Linked DNA regions of Zea mays: region 1 is linked to region 2. The links are chromatin contacts, called in public Hi-C maps. All regions are on one chromosome and are shown on one strand. Each heading gives the region's core, a stretch centred on a gene start, on an enhancer-like site or on the middle of the called end of the contact. The rest is flanking DNA. Distances are from core to core; before and after follow the strand shown.

Region 1 (7,037 bases), core at 3,877-6,376, 140 kb before region 2:
AAAATGGTTCGTGCCAGTTGCACGAGGGACAATGGACAATGTTTACAGGTTCGGGCCGCTTAGAGATGCGTAATACCCTACATCTTGGTGAGTATGCTTGGTGAATGAGGTTACAAGAGAGCTCTCTGAATTGAGAATGCAGAGAGTTGAAGTGTGTGGCTAAGTAGTTGGGTCGATCGATCTGAAGGGGTGCCCCCTAGGCCTTATATACTCGACCGTGGGGCAACACACGTGGATATGATAACAATGCATAGCTAAAGGATCAGCAATTGTTTGAGTTTATCTCCCTGTAATTCCGCCGACCTATCCTCGCATGGCTCCGTTGCATGGGGGCTCCGGCGCGGGAAAGTCGGATCTCTGTTGTGGTCGCTCGCTCGACGCTGTGGGCCGTCCGGGTTTGCACCAATCCGGCCTCGTGTCAACCTGCTTTGCTGATTGTTCCTCCCCAGGCCCACGAAAGAATGGCCTTACGATTTATTGGGCCCTTGGGCCTTTCGTGAGGTCTTTTACTCTTTTAGTGGACCCGGGGGATATCTGTCCCCCACAGATGGCATGTAATTTTTTAGCAATTTCAATAACATTATGCCTTATTGTTGAGAAAATCGGTGCATCGATATGATGTAGGAACTGATATTCTCAAAATAGCAACAAATTGGTGTGGGTTGATACTTGAACAGACTACCAAATTGAAATGCATATTATTTTTCACCATAATTGAGTAATATTTCTAGTTTATTTAGTGGTTTACAATTGGCAATCCGTTCTAAAGTTATGAACACGCGTGGAAAATAAAGTGACTTCATCGCAGCAATAACATATACCCTTTTGTGCATGGGGGAACGAATGAACCCAAACAGATAAAAATGTGGTTATCAATTTAATTGTATATATTTTTTCAAGTCCATAAATAATAAATGTCAGGGATTATTTATAGAGGCCACCACCTTCGTAAACACTAATGCAAAGTCCTAACTACCCCTAAACAATAAGCCTTCAATTGTTTGCTCGTGCACATACAAGGGCAATTTGGTCAATCATCGTCTCTATCAGCTCTTCAATCCTATCAATAATGATTGGTCCTAAGGATGAGCTAGGCTTTGCTTCTAGCGAAGACTATCTGGTGTCTTCGCTCGACTTTACGAAGATATGGTCATTCTCGATGAAGCTTTGTACGTCTTGAGTCTTCTTACAGAATTTTTCGTTGGTGAATCAACATTTAAGGACTCAACATTGTTCATGCTGCTAAAATGGAACATTTAAATTGTAGTCCAAATTCTAATTGATTTAGGTAGGAAAATGTGAAAAATAAAAAAACTAGGAAGGACTTCCTGCCCCGGCCGCCTAGGAACTATCATTTCTGGTTGTCAATTCGGTCACGAGGCACACCAGATTGAAGCCGTCAGAGATACATTGGACTTGGACCGACCTCTACCCCGATCTAGGAGGTGCATTTGTGGCCTTGGTGAGGATAATCGAGGGACATGAACTTGTCAACTGACGGTTGGTCCTGTCTAGTGCAGTAGTGCTACAGTATACCCTTGTCACGTCACACTGATTACGTGACAGAAGCACGTCTCGTCAGCGCACGCGTCGTTTTGTCTTGCCGTTGCATACGGCACTGCAATTGTACTTCTTGTCATACCACAAATTGAACTGGTATGAGTAAAAGGTTGGGTAAAAAACTAAAACAAATGATTTTTAAAACAGGTCAAAAATAAACATGTGCTTGAAATCATGATATCATTTCATAAATCTAGTCAAAGTTAATAATCAATTTGCAGTAAATCTAAAATTACATGACGAAGGAGTGGCTCTAGGCTCCTAAAACCTATCTGTGTGTACTGGTGAATCGTCGTGATGACTGGTCAGTGTGTATCTCCACACACCGCACAAAAGTACTTACTCCGTCCATAAAATGGTATCTATATCAATTGACCTAATTTAACTTATAGTAAATAATATTAGTGTTAATTTATGTTTCTAATAGAACTATTATAACAATATAGTATATAACTAATATAATAATATTTAAAATGAATGTTTGTATTTTTTTAATATAAACTATTATGTAGCCCATGCTAAAGCTACGATATCGGGGAGGGGGTTGACGATGGTGGTGTCTGTGCGAGGGAAGAGGTTGACTGCAATGGTAACGATGCGGGTTAGAGAGAGGGGGCAACGAGGACGAGGGAGGGGGAGGGTAGGCTGGGGCGGTGGGGTTGTGGAGAGGGAGAGAGAGGAAGGAATGATCGATGAAGGTGATCTAAATAATATTGTCTATTAGATTTGAGTGAGTAAGAGAGATGGAGTTATGCAAAGATCTAAATTATTGATTTGGATGGTGTGTTAAATTTGAATGTAATTTGTTTTGTCGATTTAGGCCTTGTTTGGAAGGGCTTCGTTTCAAGAATTGCACCTTCGGTTTTCGAGCTTCACCATGGAACAACTTCGATAAATTGGTAAGGCGGCGTTCAATAATGTTTGGCTTGTACATAGACTCTAGCTTCTGTAATATAATTTATTTATGCAACTTTCCTTAATTACTCTTAATGATTAGCGGGTGGAGAAAGAGACATAAATCAGCAGGTTATGTAACCAATGGCATGGTGTGTAATTTTTATGCAACTTCATAAGGAGGTATGAAAACAATTTTTTTAAAAGCACCCTCCAAGGAGCTTCGGAAATTTTATTGAACTGACCTTTAGTTTCAGTTTTTTTTTAAAAAAAAATTAGAGCTCGTGGAGTTGAATCCGTTTAGATAGATGAAACTGAAATAGATCTGAAATTATTGAAATAAAGCTCTTCTAAACAGGACTTAGTTAAGTTTAAACCGTGGACTATACAGTAGTATAGTCATATAGGTATGGTAGAGAGTTGGCGCAAACCCCGCGACGACAAGAAGACAGCGCCCTACACATGCATACAACGGCGCCATGCGGTTGCAGTAGCAAGCTAGCATCTCGTTGCGCGTGCATGGCAGGCGCGCGGCCGGGGCAGCAAGCTAGCTGACGATAAGAACTGAGGCCCAGGCCACACAGGCGCGGACGCGGCAGGCAACAGTCGCATTCGCAGGGACAGAGCGCTGGCAGGCTGCGGCTGCCAAAGGCTGTGCGCGGTCCAGGCAGCAGCAGAAGGAGTCAGTCAAGGGCGCGGGCCGCCAGACCGAGGTGACAGTTTGGGGAGCCGAGCCGCGAGCACAAGCGGGCAGAGGCGCCATGGCTGGACCTGGATGCTGGCTGTGGTGTGGCTATGGCGCAATTACAAAGGTGAAGGGACTGGGGCACCGACCACTGAGGCCCAGGGGAGGAGCTGCCGGGCTGAGGACAGGCGGAAAGAGAAGCTAGCTAGCAAGCGAGTTGCTCGCTCACAGTCACAGAGCATGAGAACAATGCCGCAAGCCCGCAACCCATTGGCTTCACGCGTTTTCGCTCGACGAAACCTCAAACCTGGATCCAGGGCCACCCCCAGACTGGAGCTACGCCGCAGCAGCCGATCACCGAGGGCTCCGGCCAGGCCACACCCTCCCGCGCTCACAGCCCAGTACAGGGATTGATATGTGGTGAACTGGTAATATATGAATCAAATCATTGCCGTTGATTGTAATGTAAAAATGATTTTTTTAAAAAAATTCTATTAACCGGGTTCCCCCGGTCGCCGTAGCAGTGTGGGAAGACTTCATAATAAAAACATGAAATTATAAAGTTTCCAAACGTACTACCGACAGTATACTTTCTAAAATTATGGAGTTTCCAAGCGCACTGCATATGCATACATGCATGTCATACCATTATTACTAGGGAAAAGTTACAGTTTGAGGGAATTTACCATGCATACACGTTCAAGGTTTGTAATTAATTATTGAAACAACACAACACTCAGAGTCCACCAAAAATGTGTACCAAAGATTGCCACATCAGGTTGAATGTTTTCTTTTCATCAGCATCAAATTACGTATAGTATGATAGTATCTCCTCATGCACTAAAAAGCAACGACGTGCTACAACATGCATGTACCTTACCTTTGCAAATTATATATGGTTGTTGCAGACTTAAAGGGCATGGCGATTTAGATCACGTGTGGGGACGAAAGAGGCAGAAGCCTATCAGCTGGTCATATTATAGAACTGTTGGTTAGTTAGTTTTCCATAAAATATCTCTAGAAAAATACGGTGACCTATTACCTCTTAGATGATAACGTGTCATAATATTCTTCCAGCATACTCCTTTCCTTTTCTTTTTATTTGTCGTTGGATAGTGCAATTTTACACTATCCAGCGACAAACAAAAAGAAACGGAGGGAGTATCTATCATGATGTACAGTCTATATATAGTTAGAGTACCATAGCAAGTATTTCTATCATGATGGACAGTCCATAGAGTAGCATAGCAAACCACCGTATAAGAGCTTGTTCGTTTTGAACTCAATCCATATTAATTGGTTGTGATTGAGTAAGTTTAAATTCCAAAAAAAATCAAAATCTTTTATAATTTGATCTCGTACAATCCACAAGCAGGCATAACATATCACTTACGAGCTAGTATAACTACTGCGTGGGCGTGCCCTGGTCGATCCAGCCGCCGCCAGTACAGAGCAGCGGATCGCGACAGCTGAGGTCAACATGACCGCGCAGAAACCGGCGCCGATCTTGAGCGTCATCCATCCTCTTCTGCCATGGACGAGCTCAAACTTTGCCGCAAGCATGCACCACGATAATATGGTATGTGGCAGACGATTGGACGATCCGGCACGCTTGGAGAAGCGCGCGAAATGCCTCTACCGTGCCCGACGACGTACTGCGACCGCTCACGGTGGCGAGCAGATCGAGGACGACATATGGACGAGTCACGAGCGTGTCCTTGATCTGCTCCGCGAGGAAGCTGAGCAGGACGACGGCTAGCCCTAGCCCGGCCGGGGTGCTTAACTGGCAAGCACGTTGATCTGGTGCCATGCGCCATCGTCTACGTACAGAGTACAGCTGTACAGCCGTACAGGGGCATAACGGTGCGACCATTTCCATACGTCGTCTGGAGCTACTAGCGGCCTGCCGTAGCAGCACTGCTGCGACCTAACCCTCTACCCTAGGCCCTGCTCTCCTTTTCCTTTCCCCGCTCTGTAGCGCGCGGGCTGCTCCGATCCTCTCACCTGTCCACTCGCCACCGCCCGGCAGTCCCCAGTCACCGTCCCAGGGAGTACTACTAGTTGCTCCTCCGCCGGTTACATGCATCGAACGGATTGATTCGACGCGTGCCGCGACGATTTGGATCGTGGTTTCCCTCTCTTGGGTCAATGATTGCTGTTTTTCGGCTGCCATGTTGCAAGGCACAGTTGCATTGCATTGCAGCAGCATCGGAACTGTCATGTCATGTCGTCCTCGCCGTACGTGTGGACGACACGACGCGCGAGCCGCCGGAACGGCCACTATTTCGATCGAGACCAGGCCTGCCTTTTGGCGCTTCTTCAGACCAGCGCGCTGCAGCCCGTGACGCGAGCAAATAATGGATGATGGAAAACACACTATATAGGAATTAGTTGCAGAAGTGTGCTGCTGCGATAATGGTTTTGTAGAGCATCTTGATCAGGTCTTGTAACTGAAATCGATATGACAGTTTAACTTCTAACAACGCTAAAAATTGTCTAGATTAATTATAATTGGCTAGCGAGCTGTATAACAACTAGTCCAATATTTTGCTAATACAACAAATTGATAAAATTCCAGGTTTGACCATGAAAAAACCTACGCTTCCCTTATTTCACACACTGAAATGGAAAGTTTCTGAAATTTGTCCTATTTAACACTAATATTATCAAATTGCACGAGCGCTATGGAAACTTAGGAGTTGTAGTGAGTATTCATGAAATGGCACAAACACTTCACTTTCCATTTATGCTTGAATATAAAGTATAAAACAAAATGATATGTGTGTTATATTAGCCGCATGAGTGTGAATATGGGTTTAGAGGCAACAACCATGGTTCGAATCATCATTTCTATATAATTTTAGCCTTTTCCCATTTAAATGTGGAGAGCATGGAGAGGTCAAGGGAACAGATGAGCGTGGAACTGACGCTTTATATATTAGAAGAGATACGCTAGTGTTTAAATTTTTACTTTTTTGCATGCATTTAGACTTAAAGCATGGATCCACACAAAAATTTCGATCTTTAGTTAATTTTGGTTATTATTGCATTTACTTTGTGATAAAATGGAGAAACGAGGTTAAATTACATTTTCAAAATAAAATAGTTTCTCTTACACGTACAACAAAATTAGTTCATTGAGCCATATGAGACCCAATACAAAAGTTTGGTAACATTTTGGATTGTTTCTAGGGTAGCGTCAATTCAACATTTAAGCACTTTGTATCGCTAAACAAAAAATCATCAAAGCTATAGAAAATAGCAAAAATCTAAAACGTAGTGTTTCCTTAATTTGTGGCACATAAAAGCATGAATTTTTAAGGCACATACAACAAAATTCACCACAGCTATGGAAACTTAGGAGTTGTATTTAGGGTTCCATAAAACTACTTTATAATTATTGTATAATAAATCTAATGCATTATTAAACATCATTATTGAGAAGGAACAATAATAAACTTTTATTAACATATGTCACTTGGTTATGATTGCTCCATAACCATGGACCATTCTTGTTATAGTAGAATGGTTGGGTTAGTGTTAATTGTGAAGGGTTGATTTTTGTCATTTTCATCATAATCTTCTCACGTGTTCGATTATGACTTGCCCTTGATTGCCTACAATGTTTCTTTTCCTTGAATGAACTATACAATGCTTTGGTTTGTCGTGTAACTTGTTTTTTCCCATTCTTCAGTTTGGTAGACATATCCTTAACATAGAAAACCTTAGTCACATCTTTCACAGCTGGTCCATTGTTACCCCCTCCGATCCGGACAGCTTCACCCATTGACACCAAAACAAAGAGACCCTAAACAAGGTCCTTAGTCAATTTCCCATACCTCTTCTACGTAACCATAATATATTTTCTTATTCCCATTTAGGTACATGCATATATGTG
Region 2 (7,355 bases), core at 2,568-5,067:
ATTACCTTCAGAATCTCTTCTACTTCGGCAGCAGAAGGTGTCGTAGGAGTATCTTCTTCTTGAACCAACATTTTTGGTTCTGGAGATGCAGTTTTCCTTTTTCTCGCAGCAGCCACCTTCGGCTCAGGGCTCAACTTTTCAGGGCTTGGCTTTTCAGAAATTTCCTTTTTCTTTTTGGTCACTTTCGTGCTCTCTTCGTCAACTGTGCTGACAATTCTTTTTCTCTTCGGGCCTCCGGCATCTCCGCCCATTCGCCCATAATCAGAATATTCAAAACCAATAGCATCAAGCACTCTGTTCAACCTTCGTTTCGGCCGGGTGCCGAATGCTGCTGTCATCAATTGGTCCTCTTTTTTAGAGTAATTTCCAAGGATTTCAGTACTCATTGTTTCAATTGTTTCAAGCCATTCTTGGCAGGGTGCCTTAAAATATTTCTTGAATTTATAATGATAGGGTAGTCGGACGAGCTCCCCCTCTTTCTTCTCTCCTTTAAGCTTCGGCATGGCCCATTCCTTCATAGTTGGAAATACTTTGAAAGCTAGAAATTCCTGCACCAAATCCCTAGTGCCAATGTGCTCTGCAATAATTCTGAATTCAGCCAACGTCGTCTGGGTTGGACCTTCTGGTGTCATATTGCACTGGGGTCGGGTTTCTCCGAAGATTAGATCCAGCGGACTCTGTACAAGCTTCTCCTTGTCGTCATCAACCTTGATGTAGAACCATTCCGATTTCCAGCCCGCCGGCCACTTGCTTCGGTAGCTGATCACAGGAAATTTTGTAGTCTTCCGATATGCGAAGTTATAACAACCGAAATTTTCATGTAGCCCATCTTTTCTGACCTTAGTTTGGTAGTGTAGCTCGTGTACTCGGCAGAAACCTTCAGCAAATGGCTCCACCCCTGGCTTCGGAGAGCCCAGATGTAAACACTAAGCCTAACAATAGCGTTAGGAGTTAGTTGATGAAAATAAATCCCAAACTTCTGTAGCACATCAGCAATCATCCTATTCAAAGGAAATCTCAAACCAGCTTTGAGGAAACTTTTAAAAATCACTATTTCATCTTTCTGTGGCTTCGGGGTAACCTCTTCTCCACCAAAGCGAATCATCTTTTTCTCATCTTCGCTGAAGTAGCCCGACTTCACCATCTTTGGGAAATCAGCCTTCGAGATGGTCGACTTCCCGAAGTCCAGATGACTAGGCTTACTTGGTACTGCGATATTGTAATCACCGTCAGTATCAACCTCCTCAATATCTGCTTGTTCTGCTTCAGCAGCAGGGATGTCTTCTGATGTCATCAATCCAGATCGCTTCATCGCCTCAGAGATAGGAACAGTTTCTACACCTTCGGTTTCGTCTCCCTCGCGCTCAACTCTAGCTGTAGAGCGCACTCTGGCCATTTAATCTTGAATTTCTTGAAAATTTTCTTGGAAAACAATAACCTTTTCTTCCGAAGCTTTTTCTCTAACGAAGCAAACACCAAATTGGAGCTTCGTTTGAATGTGAAAATCAAGCTTCGGCTATGGTTAAAAATTTTGGCAGCAAAACAGTGCAATGAATGCTGTGGTAACTTCACACCTACTCGTCTGTTTATATAGTGCTGCAGGTAAGAAGGTGAATCGTCAGGATTTTTACACCGGGCAAACAGTTGCTCGCACCCGCTGAACGGTGGGCCGCAAAAACCAAAATAGTGAACCTGCATGGTGGGACCGCTACGCGCTTGAAAGCTGTATCGTTTCTCGACAACGAGCTCAAGGAAGGTGTTTTTCGGACCTTCGGCTTCCCGAAGCCTAAGAGACTTTTTTCACGGATCAAGCTCGTTACGAAAAACGATCTAGCACCGCGAAGGGGCTACTGTTGGGACCATGCTTCGTCGCCGAAGGTCCTGCAGAAAGAGACAGCTTCGGCTGAAGCTGCTCATACGTGACGCCGAAGGTATCATTCATGAAGCTTCGGTATTACAGCATATCCGAAGATGAAGGGTCGAACCGACTTAAAGATGGAATGACCTTTTAGTCTATAAGGGTCTGAGTCATTGTTGTAAACTTTTATGAGGGGCATTATTGTAATTTCTCACAGGCTGTGTCCTGTGCTTATAAATAGAGAACAGTATTCCTTTACTGTTCACGCATTCCTGTAATTGCTAAAGCATCACTCGGGAATTTTTACTTGTCAAGGCAAAGGTATTAATGTACCTAAACATTGTATTCAAATACCTTAAGTTCATATAGTTAAACATGTGAATGACGTTATTCATTACTAATGTATTTGTTTTTATCGTCTCATGTTTTATATTAATTTTTGTTATCTTTATAAGTTTTGTTTCGTAACATTATGCTTTTGACCTTCGTCCGAAGATACATTTAACCCTTGTGGAAATAATGCATCGGCGGACGAAGAGCATTTATATTTAGCATTTTATGTTGCCTTGTTCTTAATTCATAGTATTTAAGAATAAGTCCCCAACAAAAGATGAATTTGATAAAAAGTGTTGGCTAGGGAAATATCTCGTTAGTCTCACACCATTATCGTATCTAGAAGTTCTTTCTAGTAGAAGTCGTTGGGGAACGGTGGGTATCCCTTCCGCTCAGTCGCAAATACTTGCCACACCACTGACCTCAGACATCCTCACACATTATTCCACGTACCTGACGCTAAAACCTACCGATCTCGTCAAGTTCTTGATAACTCGTGGCTCACGGAGTCACGGTTGGTGAAGCTCCCTCGCCATGGAAGCGTACCTTGTTAGGGCTAAGTTACGTTAAGTGTCAAGTGTCATTACGTACGTTGTATACTCCGTCCTATTCAATCGTGAGATACAAGTGAAAGTTAAATTTGCTACATACTACGTAATGGTGGGATGGGAAGTTTTCTCACTCCACCCTTGAACCTGTTCGTTTGGTTTTAATTTATACTAACTTCTATTCAGTATTTTTGCTTTTTATAAATTGCATCTACAACAGTTCAACAACCGACTTTAATCTAAAACGAACAACCTTGCATTTATGTATTCATCAACATTCAATAGCTATATTTTTATGCGGTTGACACTACCACCTAATGAGACAATACCTACTTAGGGCCTCTTTTGGTAGTGAGGTTTTCAACACTACCATTTTAAAAATACCATGGTTTACATTTTACTCTAGTTAAACCGTGCTATTTTTTTGAAATCGTATGTTGTTTGGTTGCCCGGCAAGAGAGAACAAGCCAACACAGAGGTGAGTGCATCGAGGAGGAGACGCGACTGACCTAAAACTTTGCTTCTGAGTTTAACATCTAAAACTCTTAAAAAACTATAGTTTTGAGGATATTGTACTATCGAAAACTGTAAATTAAACCGAACGCTTTATGACTTACGGTATCTCAGTTTTCTCAAATGCCATAATATTTTATCAAAACTACAAAAAATGCTTTGGTAGATCTTAAGGCTATTCACAATGGAGGTTTCATGTGGTGTTTCATGTATTAATTAGTCTATCACATCAGCTATTTGGATGATATGTCATATCATTTAAGAAGGAAGAGTTTTATGGAGTTTCATGGGGATGAAACCATGTTAACTCGTTTCCAATATCTTGGAAACTGTGTGAAACCTCCGCTGAGAGTGTTTTGTTTCATCCTCATATAATTGAGTAAATCGTATTGGTTATTTATATGCAACATTTAAGAAGTATGTTGACATATGAAATAGTGAGATGAAACTCTCTATTGAGAGAGGATATTTCATTCATCCACAAATCTGATGTGACATTTTTTAGACATGAAATCCTCATTGTGAGTAGCCTAATAGGGCCTCGAGAGCCTGTTCATTGAGCTCAACACAATGAACACAATAGCATTAAGTGGGCCTTAACTGCCTGCAGTTCCTGGGCTGTGGAAATCACACACACGGCGGCATCCCGGAACTCGCCTTCGACTCCGACAGCCGACACGACGGCGGCATCCCGGACCCCAAGCCGGCCGCCGCGTCCGAGAGCGTCATTGTTGAATAGATCAAGTCCACCCCGGGTCGGTCGGCATCCTACTCCCACCTACTCCCCTACCAACACGCGGGGGAGGGGGGACGCCATGAGGAAGACTTTCTGCTTCGGGGGCAGACGTGTGGCCAGGAAGATGTCGGAACGGGCGCCGATGGTCGACGGGTGCGTGTTCTGCGAGATCGTCCGCGGCGCCCCCGCCTCCACCACCGCTCTCCTCTACTCCGTTCCGTACCACTGTCTCACGTATCACCTTCGATCTAGTGCCGCTTTGGCTGCAGAAAATGTAAATCCCCTCTTTTTTTTCTCTCCTGTGCGCAGGATGATAAGGTCGTGGCGTTCCGCGACATCAACCCGTCGGCGTTCAGGTACTCGATTAGGAGTTGGTGTTCATTTCGTTTGTACAGCTCCCTGTTGCTTGGATTGATCTAGATGTCGCATTACGGGTCATCGGACGAACTAGGGCATGGGTTCATTTCATCGAACACCTGGTGAGCATTGCAAACAACGCATTTTTTGTTGCAGGGAAAGGTGGAAGTATTCGATTCGAGTTTTTTTTTTTGTGCTAGGCTGCTACGTTCTTTGCGTGTCTCACTTAATTGATTGCCTTAAGCCCTTACAAACTTGTTGTTTTTCGAAGTATTACTACGTGATCCTAAAGTTATTAGTGGGTTGTCCTCAGCAATTTACTTTTTTATAGACTATGTCTCCATTGTTTTCATTCACTTTCACTGACACATAAAAAATATGTTGTTCCTTATCACTTATCAGCTGGCAGTACTTCTGTCTTCTCGCCATCTATATCAGTCTCACCTTAATTGTTATATAAGTTAGAGTATCGTTTCAAATACTAACTCATAAGTGCTCCTTTGGACATTTGAGGGCTACTAGTAGTAATGCTGAGGTGATGTACACAAGTTCATGTTCATGTATATGAAACTTCTTCGTTCATATGAGCAGAAGCATCACATTTCCTTGCTAGAAGTTATCAGGAAAGTAATATGCGCACATGAAAATATCATACATTTTACTACATATCTGGGACAAGATACAGTATATCTTTGTAAATGGCATAGTTGGTTTATAATTGAAACATAATAGTTTGTGAGAAGTACATGATGCCATAGTGATGCAAACAGCGTGGTACATTGAAGTCTTCTTGTGGTTCTTGCTGGCTTTGTGTGTGATAACCGTCAGACATGCTAGCGCGATTTTTCACATGATTTACTCACAGGGCTAGAACATGAGCTCAGTTCTATTCACAACCAGAAGAAATTATCTATTCATTATTACTATTTTAGTACCTCATTGTACTTTGTTCATCCTCATCTTTTTTCTTGCTTAGCTTCATCTCCAGCCCACCCCAACTTGCTTGGGACTATAAGCCTTTGTTATATTATTTTTCTGAGTGCTTGTACTTCTACTGTAGCAATTAACAAATTTATTTGTTGAATATTTGTTTAGTGATGTGTGCGATATTTGTAGGCACTATCTTGTCATACCCATTGATCATATACCAACTGTAAATAGCCTCCGCAAAACCAAAGATGATCACCAGTTAGGTGGGTACTCTTTGGCTTCTTTCATCATATGAACCTGGCTTGACGTTGCATTTCACTATTCATTGTAGTGCAAGCCAGATCTGAAGCTGTTGCATTTCTTTTATTATTGTTTTTCAGTGAGCCACATGGTGAAGGTGGGGAAAGACTTCCTCAATCAAGATGCTCCAAATTCTGAGGAACACAGGTATTGCCAAAGACCAAATGGAACATATATGATCTTTTGTGTTGCATACCTTCTCCAAAGCTATCTCATACACGGGCAGTATTTTTAATACTTTATATTAATACTTCCTCCGTTCAAAATTGTAAGTCGTTCCGGCTTTTCAAGGTCATAGGTTTTGCTACGCATCTAGATATCAATTATGTTTGGATGCATAGAGAAGCTATGTTTGTAGAAAAGTCAGAATGACTTACAATTTGGAACAAGGGAAGCATATCTCAAGAGTCAAAATACTTATTCAACATTGTTTACTGTCATTTCTCTTACGTATGTAGTCTGCATTGTAGGTTTGGGTTCCATCAGCCCCCATTTAATAGTATTGATCACCTTCATCTTCATTGCCTGGCACTGCCATTTATCCCCAGGTAAAGTAAGACTGATACTTTGAATCAGAGATTTAATTGCCATCTAAAATTATTTGCGCCACTTCATATGACAGTTGGAGGCAAGTAAAATATACCCCTCTGGGACCTTTAGGGGGGTTTATCGCAGCAGAAAAGCTATTGGAAAGAATAAAACCAGAAGCAGAAGCATACAGTTAGCATCAATATTTTTACTGATACCTGCTATCCCTGCTTATTTGCATTATTTTGTACTCTTATTTATGGGTCAATCACAATCAGTACATTTATGTGAGTATTTACTCTCTTCCCTCTTCTGTAATCAGCTGACGCGTATTGTGTATTGTATTCACTGTTTGGACTTCTCAAAGACTAGATCTGTAATGTTGAACTCAATGAAACTAACCACTCTAGAAGTTAAACTGAGCTTTCATTCCGTGGATATATATTCAAATTTAAATAAGCGTCCATCGCCCCAATATGCAAGGGAAGTTACTTGATGCCTTCAGTAGGTAAGAAATCATAGCCTATCTATTCTTCGTGCTTTAACTTTAAGAACTGTGTGGTAGTTGTTAAGTTAGGAAGTTAAGTAGTACTTGGACGAAGAATGTGATGAACTAAGAAGCATATGTGCTATATGAGCCTATGGTATCACTGTTAACTAAAGAGAAGTAGATTTTTCTCCTCATAATTAAAATATAAAATAATGGAAACTACGATAGTTATCTGTGTGCTTTTGCCTTACAATACTGTTACTACCGTCATGTCTTATTGTTACATGTACGCCTAATTTTACCACTTCAATGCATGAGTGAAATAATGCAGTTATAATGTACACCAATACATTAAAACAAGAACCACATGAACAAGACAGGAAGAGCTAGACACAATTGTAACTCACAATTTCCTTCTAGTTTCCGTCAGTACTAGCGAGTGATTTCATTGTCAATCAAATTCTTAAAAAAAAAAGGAATTCACCTGTAAAGAAATCTACGTCTGCACTTGCAAGGCAGCACAGGAAATCTACGATTGGGCTGCAGGAAATCTACGGCTGCACAGTTGAACGACCTTTTTGTGTCCTGCGTCCTGCGGCTTGAGCACGGCCGCGTCCTGCTGTTGTTTGGGTGGCTGCGTAGGATCCGTGGATTTGCGCACTGTAGCTTCATCAGTGGAAAAATGTTGCAGCTCCGTGTTACCGTTCGGCTGCCCAGCCAAAAAAAACAGTGAATCTACGACTCGGCAATAGTTGCAGCAAC

What was found. A called contact is a pair of places that touch in the nucleus more often than the background predicts.
Region 1: a contact with region 2 is called in a Hi-C map of tassel, with 1.9 times the contacts expected there. The contact joins the enhancer-like site here to the promoter of LOC100284636 in region 2. A contact is called at or near these places in 3 of 25 Hi-C or Micro-C datasets (bundle sheath, ear and tassel).

What each region holds. Positions count from the first base shown.
Region 1 is chr10:135,665,545-135,672,581 of Zm-B73-REFERENCE-NAM-5.0, reverse strand. No RefSeq gene overlaps it. Among protein-coding and RNA genes, the nearest start is that of LOC109943123, 29 kb to the right of the region's middle. Within about 2 kb of position 5,126, at least 14 of the 20 cell types and tissues checked have an H3K27ac peak or open chromatin away from gene starts, as enhancers often do. A contact at or near this core is called in ear and tassel, where this site is marked.
Region 2 is chr10:135,521,058-135,528,412 of Zm-B73-REFERENCE-NAM-5.0, reverse strand. LOC100284636 (aprataxin) reads left to right here and starts at 3,817. Exons shown (of 6, transcript NM_001157531.2): 1 at 3,817-4,202; 2 at 4,298-4,344; 3 at 5,462-5,538; 4 at 5,656-5,722; 5 at 6,046-6,123; 6 at 6,198-6,397. The coding sequence starts at 4,068. The coding sequence ends at 6,300.